2 separate regions of the Mus musculus genome follow, and region 1 is linked to region 2. Evidence: chromatin contacts called from public promoter capture Hi-C data. All regions are on one chromosome and are shown on one strand. The core of a region is the stretch at or near the end of the contact, and the rest is flanking DNA. Distances in the headings are between cores, read along the strand shown. Region 1 holds the start of Dscam (DS cell adhesion molecule). Region 2 overlaps Dscam (DS cell adhesion molecule).

Region 1 (5,031 bases), core at 2,111-4,610, 36 kb before region 2:
TCAATTTAAGCTGAACACACCCTTTAGACAAGACTCTGTCTTGTCCATGCTCATTGTAGGTGCAGCTGGGCCAGTCTCCTCCAGTCACCTCAGTAGTCATCTAAGATGAGAAGAACAGCCACCCTGACCCCATTTTCTATGACTAGAAACTGAGAATGAGAGAGGAAATCTGAGCTTGTACTTCTAGTTTGGGGTGTACCTGCTTGGGGAGGTGACTTCTGCTGTTGTTACTTGTTGGTTTGAGGCAGTCTTTCTTTGTCATCCAGGCGACCCCAAACTTACCATCCCTCTGCCTCTGTCTTCCAAATCCTAAGGTCACAGGTTGTATCCCTAGGGCTGGCTTTTAGAACACTCAGTGTGAATGAGGGCTGGTGTCTTCATGCATGCTTCAGGACATCTTCCCAGGCCTCTGACCCCTGCTTTAAGGCACCCCAGTCTTACAGTTAAACTGTGATCCTTTCTTGCCCATTAGTAGATAAAATCCTTCACAGTGCCTCACACATAACCTTATTTGGTAGTAGTGTCATCACAGGTTGCAGATGTAATTAGCTTAGATGTGGCACTTCCACTGTGAAATAAAACACTCTGCCCAAAAGCAACTTAAGGGAGGAAGGGGTTAATTTTAGCTTATACTTCCAGGTCAGTCCATCACTGAAGGAATTTGGGGAAGGGACTTGAAGGCAGAAACTCTGGAGGAACACATCTTACTGGTTTATTCACAGGATTTTACCAATCTTTCTTCACACCTAGCTTTCTTACACAACTCAGGGGCACCTGCCTAAGGATGGTGCTGCCCACAGTGGTCTGGGCCCTCCTACAGCAATTAACAATCATGGCAATGTCCATAAGCTCCTCTTTGGCAGGGCTCTGGGCTGCTCCTCTGTGAAGGTTAACCTCAATTGTCACCTGAGAGGTGGGCACCTGGCAGTGCTGTGGAAGAGCACCTTGATTAGGTTAAGGTGGGAAGAAGGAATACTATGGGTGCCATCATTTCCTAGGCTAGGAACCCAGCTTGTATAAAAAGGAAGTGGGCTGAGTATAGTCACTCAGCACTCTCTACTTCTTGACTGCAGCAAGTGCAGTGTGATCTGCTTCTGTACTGTGACTTCCCTGCAAGGTCAGACTGTGTTCCCTGAACTGTGAACTGAAATAAGCCATTTTCCTCTTTGAGTTTCTTTCTTTCTTTCTTTTTTTATCATAGCAAGACAGAAGTATGAAAAACGAAAAATATGAACACAACACCACCACCCCCCAACTCCCTTACACAATCTCCAGGTCTTGACCAGTCTCTATCATTATGGGTCTATCACCTTCTGTGGGTTGTGTTCTTTTCAGTGGGTGGTCTGTTTCCCACCATTCCTCGCTGTCCTTGATGGAGATCTGGATGTAACTGGATCATTTAGTGAAGCACCCAGAGTGGGGCTTGGCATTGACTGTCCTACTCCAGAGTGGCATTGTCATGCATGTCCTACAAGCCATTTATGCCTCTGGCCCACAATGAACCAGACACTGGGGACAGCTTTCCAGTGTAGATGTGTAATCACTTGGGTATCTCCTGATACCTTGGAACTGTAATCCCTAAGGAATGGGAAAGCATTTCCCATTCCCCATCATGGCTATGCCTAGTACAGGAGCCAGGCGGAAGACAGGGAAGCAAGGCAGCAGATGTGGGCCACTTGTGTGGCCATGGGTTACTTTGTAACAGCTTGGCATCTGTGTGCAGCTGTGCCCTTCCTAACTATTCCCAACAGAGTGAGACAGTAAACAGAGAGTGACAGATACCATGGAAGAGACAGAAAAGGCTGCAAAGGAAAGGACACATTTTCTACTAGGATATTTTAAATGGTGTATTTCCTTCTTTTTGCAAAAGGAGCCCTTTATTTTTCTTTATACCAGATCCCCAAATTTATATAGCTAGCCTAGCTATATAGAACCTTAGCCACCACTGGCCATGGTAACCAGGCACTAGGCCTAGGCTGCAGAACACCGCAACCATTATAGTTAGAAGTGCTGATGATTTCATTCTGTATGCCAGGGCAGGAACACTCATGAGACGCACACGTATGCTTAGAACTGGTAAGTGGAGGTAGTGGTTTGACTCCAAGCTGTCTGCCTCAGCTTTGTCTTGAGTGCTTGGCTACCAAGCCCCAGCTGAGCCTTAAGATGGTTGGAGTACCTGAAGAATTGTGCCCTAAAAGAACAGGAATGCAGGGAGGGAAATCAGGCCCACTGCCTGCCAGGGAGCACAGCTTTGAGGAACAGGGAGTGAAGAAACACCCTTTGCATGCAAAGGCAGAGGACACTGGGGTTCGTGTGTAGCTGGCAGAGCTGGAGGCGCAGCCTGAGTGGGCGGCAGCACGTGACCACCTACAGCTGCAGAGCAATGGCAGCCAGTGCGGCGTCAGGGCTCAGCTGACCCTTCCTAACACAGGGCCTGGCCATCTTGTGCCCAGCCCTGGTAAAGCACCATTTTATTTCTGCCTCAACATTTGCTTTTCTGGGCTATTCTGTGAGCCGTTTTAGGGGTGCCTAATCTGTAAGTGCACATGTAGTTCAGGCAGAAGATGCCTGATAGTCTGCGAAACTATCTCCATTTCCCATGAAATGGTCCTCTCTTGCCTTCCCTCAAAGCTTTCCCAGTCCATAGTCCTGGCCGTGTGCATTCAATGTTAGACTTTAAATCAGGGCACATTCTGACTCTGTGGGTCATTATTTTGTAAAGTGCCAGATACGGATATGTGCTTTTTGAAGGGCCTTTGTTGAAATAGTATCATTACTTCAAGATCTTTCTGGAGACCCATTTAGGCCATGGTCTGCTGTGCCAAGAAAGGGGTTGCATGTTGGGACTCAATACGCACTATCAGCTATTTTAATCAGTTTTTATACACCACTCAGAGACCAAAATTAGAATCGCTCATGTTTGCACCCTAGTATGTATTAAAGATAATTAAAAATCAGCCAGTGAAGTCAGAGAGCTCTTCCCAGGAGCCGCGAGGACTCCAAGGCAGCATTTCCCTCTAGGCAGATGGACTAGACTTTTCAGGGAGTCAATACGGACTCCGAATCCTGCTGCACATCGCATCAAAACTGCTAACGCCTCGCGGTCACCTCTGCCTAGCTGGCACCCTTCCGGAGTGGTCAGCCCCCGGCCGCATCTCATTAACAACCTGCAAGAACAGAGCTACACACGATGGGCTGTGTGGGGACGCGTCTCTGAGCCTCTGAGCCTCTGAGCCCTGGGTCCCGCCGACTGCGTGATCCGCCGCACTCCTCTGCTGCTGCTTTAAGACTGCAGAGCGCCCCAGCGGCCAGAGCAGGGGAGGGGTCCCCGCTCGCCTCCGCGCGCGGCCCGCCGGGCTCAGGCAGGGAAGGGCAGCACAGGGGACCCGGCGCCCGAGGCCGCCGCAGCAGGATGAGCCTGGCCGCGCGCCTGCTGCCTGGCTGCGGAGGGTGAGGCCGGCGCCCGGGAGGCCGCCGCCTGGCCGCGCTGCGCATCGGGGGGCGCCCGGCATGAGCTCGCGCCCGCGGCTGCGGCTGTGCGCCCGCGCCTGGCTGCCCGCGGCCCGCTGAGCCGAGCCGAGCGCACGGCGCACCTGGGCTGTGTCCGCGGCGCGGGGCGCGGCGCCCGGGAGCAGGTGTGCGGGGGCGCAGCAAGCGGGGAGCGCGGCTGGGCGGCTGGGCGGCCCCCGGGCAGGTGGCGGGCAGCAAGCGGAGCCGGGCCGGGCGCGGCGGAGCGCAGCGCAGCGCGGGGGGCGAGGCCGGCGCGTGGCTCGCTCGCTGGCTCGCTGGCTCGCGGGAGGCCGGGCAGCAGCAGGGGCATGTGGATACTGGCTCTCTCCTTGTTCCAGAGCTTCGCGAATGGTGAGCCTTGCGGTCTGTGCTGATTCCTGTCTGGGAAGGGGCCCGGGGGATGGGTGCGGTGTAGGGGGTTGAATGCATGGGTGAAGTCTTTTCCCTTTCCTTTCCTATCCGGGTTGGAATGTTCGTGCATGCGTTTATTTATTTATTTAAAAAATATATTTGCATTGCTTTGGAGAGGTTAGGCGATACTGATAGGAGGCCGGGGAGGCATCGCTCTGCAATCGTTGGAAGCAGCCTACCTAGCTAGCTAGCCAAGTGCCAGCTCAAAGCCTAACTCCAGAGCTAGACAGCTACCTCATCAGAGCCAGGCAGGTTTGGGAAGAAGAGAAGGGAGATGATCATTGCCACTTTGAATATCATAACCAGAAAAGGACATGGCGTTAGGAGCGTAGGCAGGTGCAGGGGTCAATTAAGACAGTAGCCCTCAGGTTCTGCACTCTTGAGCCTTAAAGCCTCCGCTTTAATTCTGCTACAGTTTATCCTTGAAGGCTGTGGGAAAGATGCGTCTGTCTGCATCCCCCTCGTCCCCTGGACACTACATGTTCCTCGCAGTAGTGTATGTAAAAATATGCACTGCTAGGCATTACATCATCTGTAATGTTGACAAATTTTTTAAAAATCACCTGTATACTTATAAAAGTGAAATTGGTGAATGTTGTACATGGTGTTTCCCCCTCATGCGCAGCTCAGTATAGCCTTTTGAGATGCTTTCTTCCTGATATTTAGAATCTATGGCTTTTGATGGAGTCAGACCCAATTAGTAAGTGTGTCTGCACCTTAGGCTGCCTGTCACAGTGTAAATATGAACTTACATGTATGAATGGCTTTCTCTCCTGTGGCAAAGAGAGGGAACTGTTATCATTTGGTACCGCTTGGAAGCATCCAGGGCTTCAATACCCATCTTAAATGTGGAACATCTGCATAAAACGTATAACCTGCTGACAGTTAAAATTAAACCATTGAGAGAGAGAGAGAGAGAGAGAGAGAGAGAGAGCACGCAAGTGAGCGAGAGAGAATGTGAACATGAGAGAATGTGAATATGAAAGAATGAATATATCTGGTCTTTACAAGAAAACAGGAGAGGGAGAAGCCAAGGGGAGGCTGTTAAGATTTTTCTGGAAGATACCCAGGGAAGCTGTAAGCACTGGCTGTATTTTCTTTGCAGACTTA
Region 2 (5,286 bases), core at 2,404-4,903:
GCAGATGTTCTGTAATTGCTCTTTAAAAGGGTGAGTTTTCAGCCATGCAGTACCTTTGGAAGGCTGGGGAAGGAGAGAGAGAAGCTTAAGAAGGAGAATTGTTTTTTCCTGGAAATGGAATTGGGTTATATTTAATGATGTTTTCCCAAAGAAATAATGGTCATGTTGATCTAAAATACCAACAATAATAAATAAATAAACAATAAATAAATAAATCGGCAAATAACTAATCAATCAACCAAACTGCTGCTCCAACAAGAACCCTGTCTCCTGTGCCACACTGTCTTGTTGCATGTTAGCAACAGGATGGTGCAACCATGTTCTAACCTTGGAGTTCATGAGTAGAAATTGGGAGTCTGCAGATGTGTTCAATCCAGGCTCTTGAGAAAGGAAGGTTAATCAAGGTTATTCATTAGGCTTGGCATGATCAGTCACAAGGAAGCTTAAGAGAAGAAAGCCAGACTCCAGAAGTTCTGGACAGTAAGAATGTAACAGTGGAATAAGAATTTGGGATGGTGTAAAGAACAGGTTACAAGCCAAGGAACACAAGAAACTCTTAGAAGCTGGAGGAGGTACGGTGATGGATTTTTTGCCTAGAGACACTGGTTGGACTCCTGCCTGCTTCCCCATGGGCTCAGCCTGTGATTGTGGACTTCTAGCTTCCAGAGCTGGGAGACAATGAATATGGGTTGTTTCGAGAACTAAAATTTGTTACAGCCTCAACAAGAAACTGACACTGTATTATAATTTACTTTCAGGGTTTTGTTTTGTTTTGTTTCTGTATTTCCCTGATCAGTCATCATCCTTCACAGAGAAGCAATGAAAGGAATAAACTTTCACCTCTGTAGATTGACAGTTGCAGACTCAAAGCAAATGAGGAGAAATGACACAATCTAAAGCCCCAGAAATCTAAATTTTTAACCTTAATTCTTCTAGAACTCACCCCAGAAATCTAGACTTTTAACCTTTATTCCTCTAGAACTCATAAGAAACGCTGATGTTCTAAACCCAGACTATAAAACAGGAAAGTTAATTTTTGTTTTAATACTCCTTACACATCTGTCCTAATATTGTTCTTTGCCTGCAAGTGTCTGCTGAGCCAAGAAGATGTGTGACGTATGACCAGACAGGCTTGTTCTCAGACATGAAATATGTCAAAGGCTGATTCTGTGTTTTGTTTTGTTTTGTTTATAGGATTGAGAATGGAATTTTCCCTTATTTATGCTAAATTCTTTTTTTTTAATGGTAGTAAATCTTTATTTTCTAGTTTATGCTAAATTCTTAAATTTAATCTGTTTTTGTGTTAAATCTGTTTTTGGATATGTTTTTCTGAATAAAAAAGCCAATACATTCTGAATATTTGAAGCCTGTAAACTATTTGAATTATACAAGCCAAAAAAGAGAAATATGAAGAAAACACTAGTAAATTTTAACATATTAGACTGTCTAAAAAAAAAAAAAACCTAGGATTTTTTTTTTTGTCAGACATTTTAAAATTAGTGTTTCCTTAATTTTCTCTTTCCTTCTGTTTTTTATTCCATGACTGGGATTCTAGCCCAGGCTGCTTTAACTCCCTATAGAGCTGAGATAACCTTTAACTTCTGATGGGTCTGCCCTCTCTGCAATCTGAATATGAGGGTCACAGGCTCAGACTTCCACACCCAGCTTGTGTGACACTGGTGATTGGACCTAGGCCTCTTTGTGAACCAGACAGGAATTCTGTCAGCTCAGCTAAGTCTCTAGCCCACTTCCTCTCTTGTGTTTTTTTTTTTTTTCTTTTCTTTCATGTTTGTTTTTAATTACTTTTATTTTTTATTCTTCCTGCTTCATGAGCATTTTTTAAAATCTTAGCACAGTTCCTCTGTGATAGACTTTCAATGGCAATATAATGTATTGATTAAATACAAACCTCTTTTGTACTTTCAGATCTCTTCTGGACTCCTTTTGAGCTCTGCTCATTTCTCCTTTAGGGAGGGACTTGAAGGGTGGCTTTGCAGTCTTTCCCTCCTTGCCTTCCTCCTCTTCTCTTGCTCCTTTCCCCACTTTTCTTCCTCCTGTTCCTCCTCTTTCTCCACGCTTTCTCTTCTCCTTCTCTTCCTCTTGCTCCTTCTGCTCCTTCTCTCTTTTCTCTTCTTCCTCTTCATGCTTCCTTTCCCTCTAACCTCTTCTACTACCTGTTTCCCCTCTTCTTTCTTCCTCCATTCCCCTCCCATTTCTTCTCCTCCTTCTCTTCTTCTCCTTTCTCCTTTTTGTTACTTTATCAGAGTTATTTTCTTGAGCACAAATGTTCAAAGTTTGACAGCTATCCTCTGCCTTTGAATTTGGATTGGGGTGAGTTTTGATATGCAAATTTCACTAGATTTACATATTCTGAACTGTTTGGCTTTTTGTTTGGGGGTATTCCTGTGGCCATTTTTAATTCTCTATTCTTTAAAGATTCATTTCTTTCACACCAATGGCATGCCATTAGATTTAAAGCACCTTCTCATTAGATGAAATGCCTATCTTTCTCTGTGCACAGAGCTGCTTCTAATCCTCTAACCATCACTTAAATTAGTCTATTTTAAGAACTGATTTCTACTGAACATAGTTTCCCCTGTATATCCTCCTGGTTGATAGTTCACTGGGTAACCTCACTCTTACATAGACTTGCAGATTTAAGGTGAGTCTAAACAACATTTGTAGACAGTCTTGTGTGAATCTATGCATGCCAGTGCTTGCATCTAATGATTGATTTTTCCCCAAATGGTATTGACCAAACCCTTCATATATGGTTTGCATCCTTTACCCGTTAGTCATGCACCAATAGTAAATAACTTACCTGATTATTAAACAAATAAAATAAGATGGTTACTATATTAAAATTTGAAGACTCTGGAGAAAAAAAAAAGCATACACGAGATTTCTTTCTGACAAGATAGGAGAAAACTCAAACCTGAGAAAGTCCTGGGATTCTGGAATTTCCACATTCTGCTCTTTCTCTGCTCGTGTTCCAAGCAATTGCATAAAAGCAATCCCGTGCAAATGCTTCTGGTGGCTGCACTCAGAAACACTGATAATGAATTCTACACAACAAGCACATTCTTCCCCCGGCTGTTTGCATTTAAAGTCTACATTTTGCAGTAATTTTGATGACTTCATTTCAAAGTGGTTCTTAACAGACATTTTGGAAAAGTCTCATGTCATGATTTTATTCATAAACCAGCCTGTCAAAAGCCTTTGTGCTCATTGGGGAACGCATGGCTCAGAGGCACCCGGGTCTCTCTACTTGCCTCTTCAGCCATTTTGAACCATTAACACTCATTTCTGTTGTTTCTTGGATGCTCCAGATCACTGGGCTGAGCTGCAGGATTGAGCAGGGAAGAGCCTATGACATTGGGCTCCTACCTCAGTGTCTCCCAGGGTCTTCATTGCTATGACTACAGGTCCATTTCACTCCTGCAAATGGTGAAAATCAATAACTTGATCCTGGCATAGGCAAGTGTAGACAAGCACAGATGAGCCAATCTCCACATTATAACAGTCCCTCGAGAAGATTGACAGGCCCTCTTTTGTATTCGTTCAAGAGGCAAGCAGCTGGGTTTTGAAGAGAGCTGCGAAGCCAACATAGCATATGAGCTGTGCCTTCAGAGGGCACTGTTAGTGACTGAGGCAACTGTTGCCGTGTTGTAATGCAGCATCATGACCCTTCCATGAGCCATTTCTGCCATGTAACTCCTGTGTGGTGAGAAAATGAATGTGTTGCCTTCCCCATCTGCAGACTGGACTTGGACAAGGATAGGCTTCCCATTTTTGTTTCACAGCTATTTGATCTTGCCAACCCAGGAAGCAATGATAGTGTATAAGTCAGCACTTGTTAGACTTTCGAATGAACATGCTTCCCTGAAGACTTAGCTAAATTGCAGATTCTGCAGTCGGAGTTGCGTCTGCAATTTTAACCAGATGTCAAGAGTTGCTTGTACTGTTGCTGGGCCCTAAACTACATACCCTTATTCCAGAATGGAGCAGGGAGAGCCCAAACTGAGTAGAACTATAGCCCCCTCAGGGCATGCTATTAATAAGGCAGAAATGTGCTATGAGTCCAGGTTCCCTGCTTCTGCTATGATTAAGCATTGTGCTGAACTGACCAACCTCATTGTTTCTGAATGGTAACAGAGATTCATTCTGCATTCCCACGAATCAATTGAGTGCTGAATATGGAGAGCCCTGTGTTCTGGGATATGCCTTGGAGGCAGTCACATGTGAAATGTACCTTCTTGGAAAACTTCTTGGAAACTGCAATATATCTTAAAACTTCTCAGACTTGAATACCCCTTATCCATTCACATGCCACTGGCCAGAGAATGTCATATGACTAAACCTGATGTCAGCAGGGAAATCAAGGAGAAAGAGAGAGGGAGGGGGAGAGAGGGGGGAGGGGAGGGGAGAGGAGAGGAGAAGAGAAGAGGGGAGGAGAGGAGAGGAGAGGAGAGGAAGAGGAAGAGGAGGAGAGGAGAGGAGAGGAGAGGAGAGGAGAGGAAGAGAAAGAGGAGAGGGAGAGGAAGAGGAGAGGAAGAGGAAGAAAGGAGAGGAAGAGGAAGAGGAAGAAAGAGGAGAGGAGAGGAGAGGAGAGGAGAGAAAAGAAGAGATGAGGAAGGAACAAAATTTGCCATAGAAACTCAGCAGCAGGCTGGGGTGGGGCTCTTTAAAATATTTTTTAAAATATTTTTTATTACATATTTTCCTCAATTACATTTCCAATGCTATCCCAAAAGTCCCCCATACCGCCTCCCCCCACTTCCCTACCCACCCATTCCCATTTTTTTTTTTTTGTCCCTGGCGTTCCCCTGTACTGGGGCATATACAGTTTGCATGTCCAATGGGCCTCTCTTTCCAGTGATGGCTGACTAGGCCATCTTTTGATACATATGCAGCTAGAGTCAAGAGCTCCAGGGTACTGGTTAGTTCATAATGTTGTTCCACCTATAGGGTTGCAGATCCCTTTAGCTCCTTGGGTGCTTTCTCTAGCTCCTCCATTGGGAGCCCTGTGATCCATCCATTAGCTGACTGTGAGCATCCACTTCTGTGTTTGCTAGGCCCCGGCATAGTCTCACAAGAGAGAGCTACATCTGGGTCCTTTCAACAAAATTTTGCTAGTGTATGCAATGGTGTCAGCGTTTGGAAGCTGATTATGGGGTGGATCCCTGGATATGGCAGTCTCTAGATGGTCCATCCTTTCGTCTCAGCTCCAAACTTTGTCTCTGTAACTCCTTCTATGGGTGTTTTGTTCCCAATTCTAAGGAGGGG

The links. Promoter capture Hi-C pulls out the DNA fragments that hold promoters and counts their contacts.
Region 1: a contact with region 2 is called in a promoter capture Hi-C map of hippocampal neurons, with 2.4 times the contacts expected there. The contact joins the promoter of Dscam here to the enhancer-like site in region 2. A contact is called at or near these places in 3 of 39 promoter capture datasets (hippocampal neurons and liver), 1 of 484 Hi-C or Micro-C datasets (cerebral cortex), 1 of 115 datasets of contacts at active chromatin or transcription factors (embryonic stem cells) and 3 of 9 other capture datasets (adipose tissue, liver and pancreatic islet).

The regions. Positions count from the first base shown.
Region 1 is chr16:97,169,064-97,174,094 of GRCm38.p6, reverse strand. Dscam (DS cell adhesion molecule) reads left to right here and starts at 3,360. Exons shown (of 33, transcript NM_031174.4): 1 at 3,360-3,861. The coding sequence starts at 3,819.
Region 2 is chr16:97,133,403-97,138,688 of GRCm38.p6, reverse strand. All of the region lies in intron 1 of Dscam (DS cell adhesion molecule), which reads left to right. Among named protein-coding and RNA genes, the nearest start is that of Dscam, 35 kb to the left of the region's middle. Within about 2 kb of position 3,653, at least 4 of the 459 cell types and tissues checked have an H3K27ac peak or open chromatin away from gene starts, as enhancers often do. A contact at or near this core is called in hippocampal neurons, where this site is marked.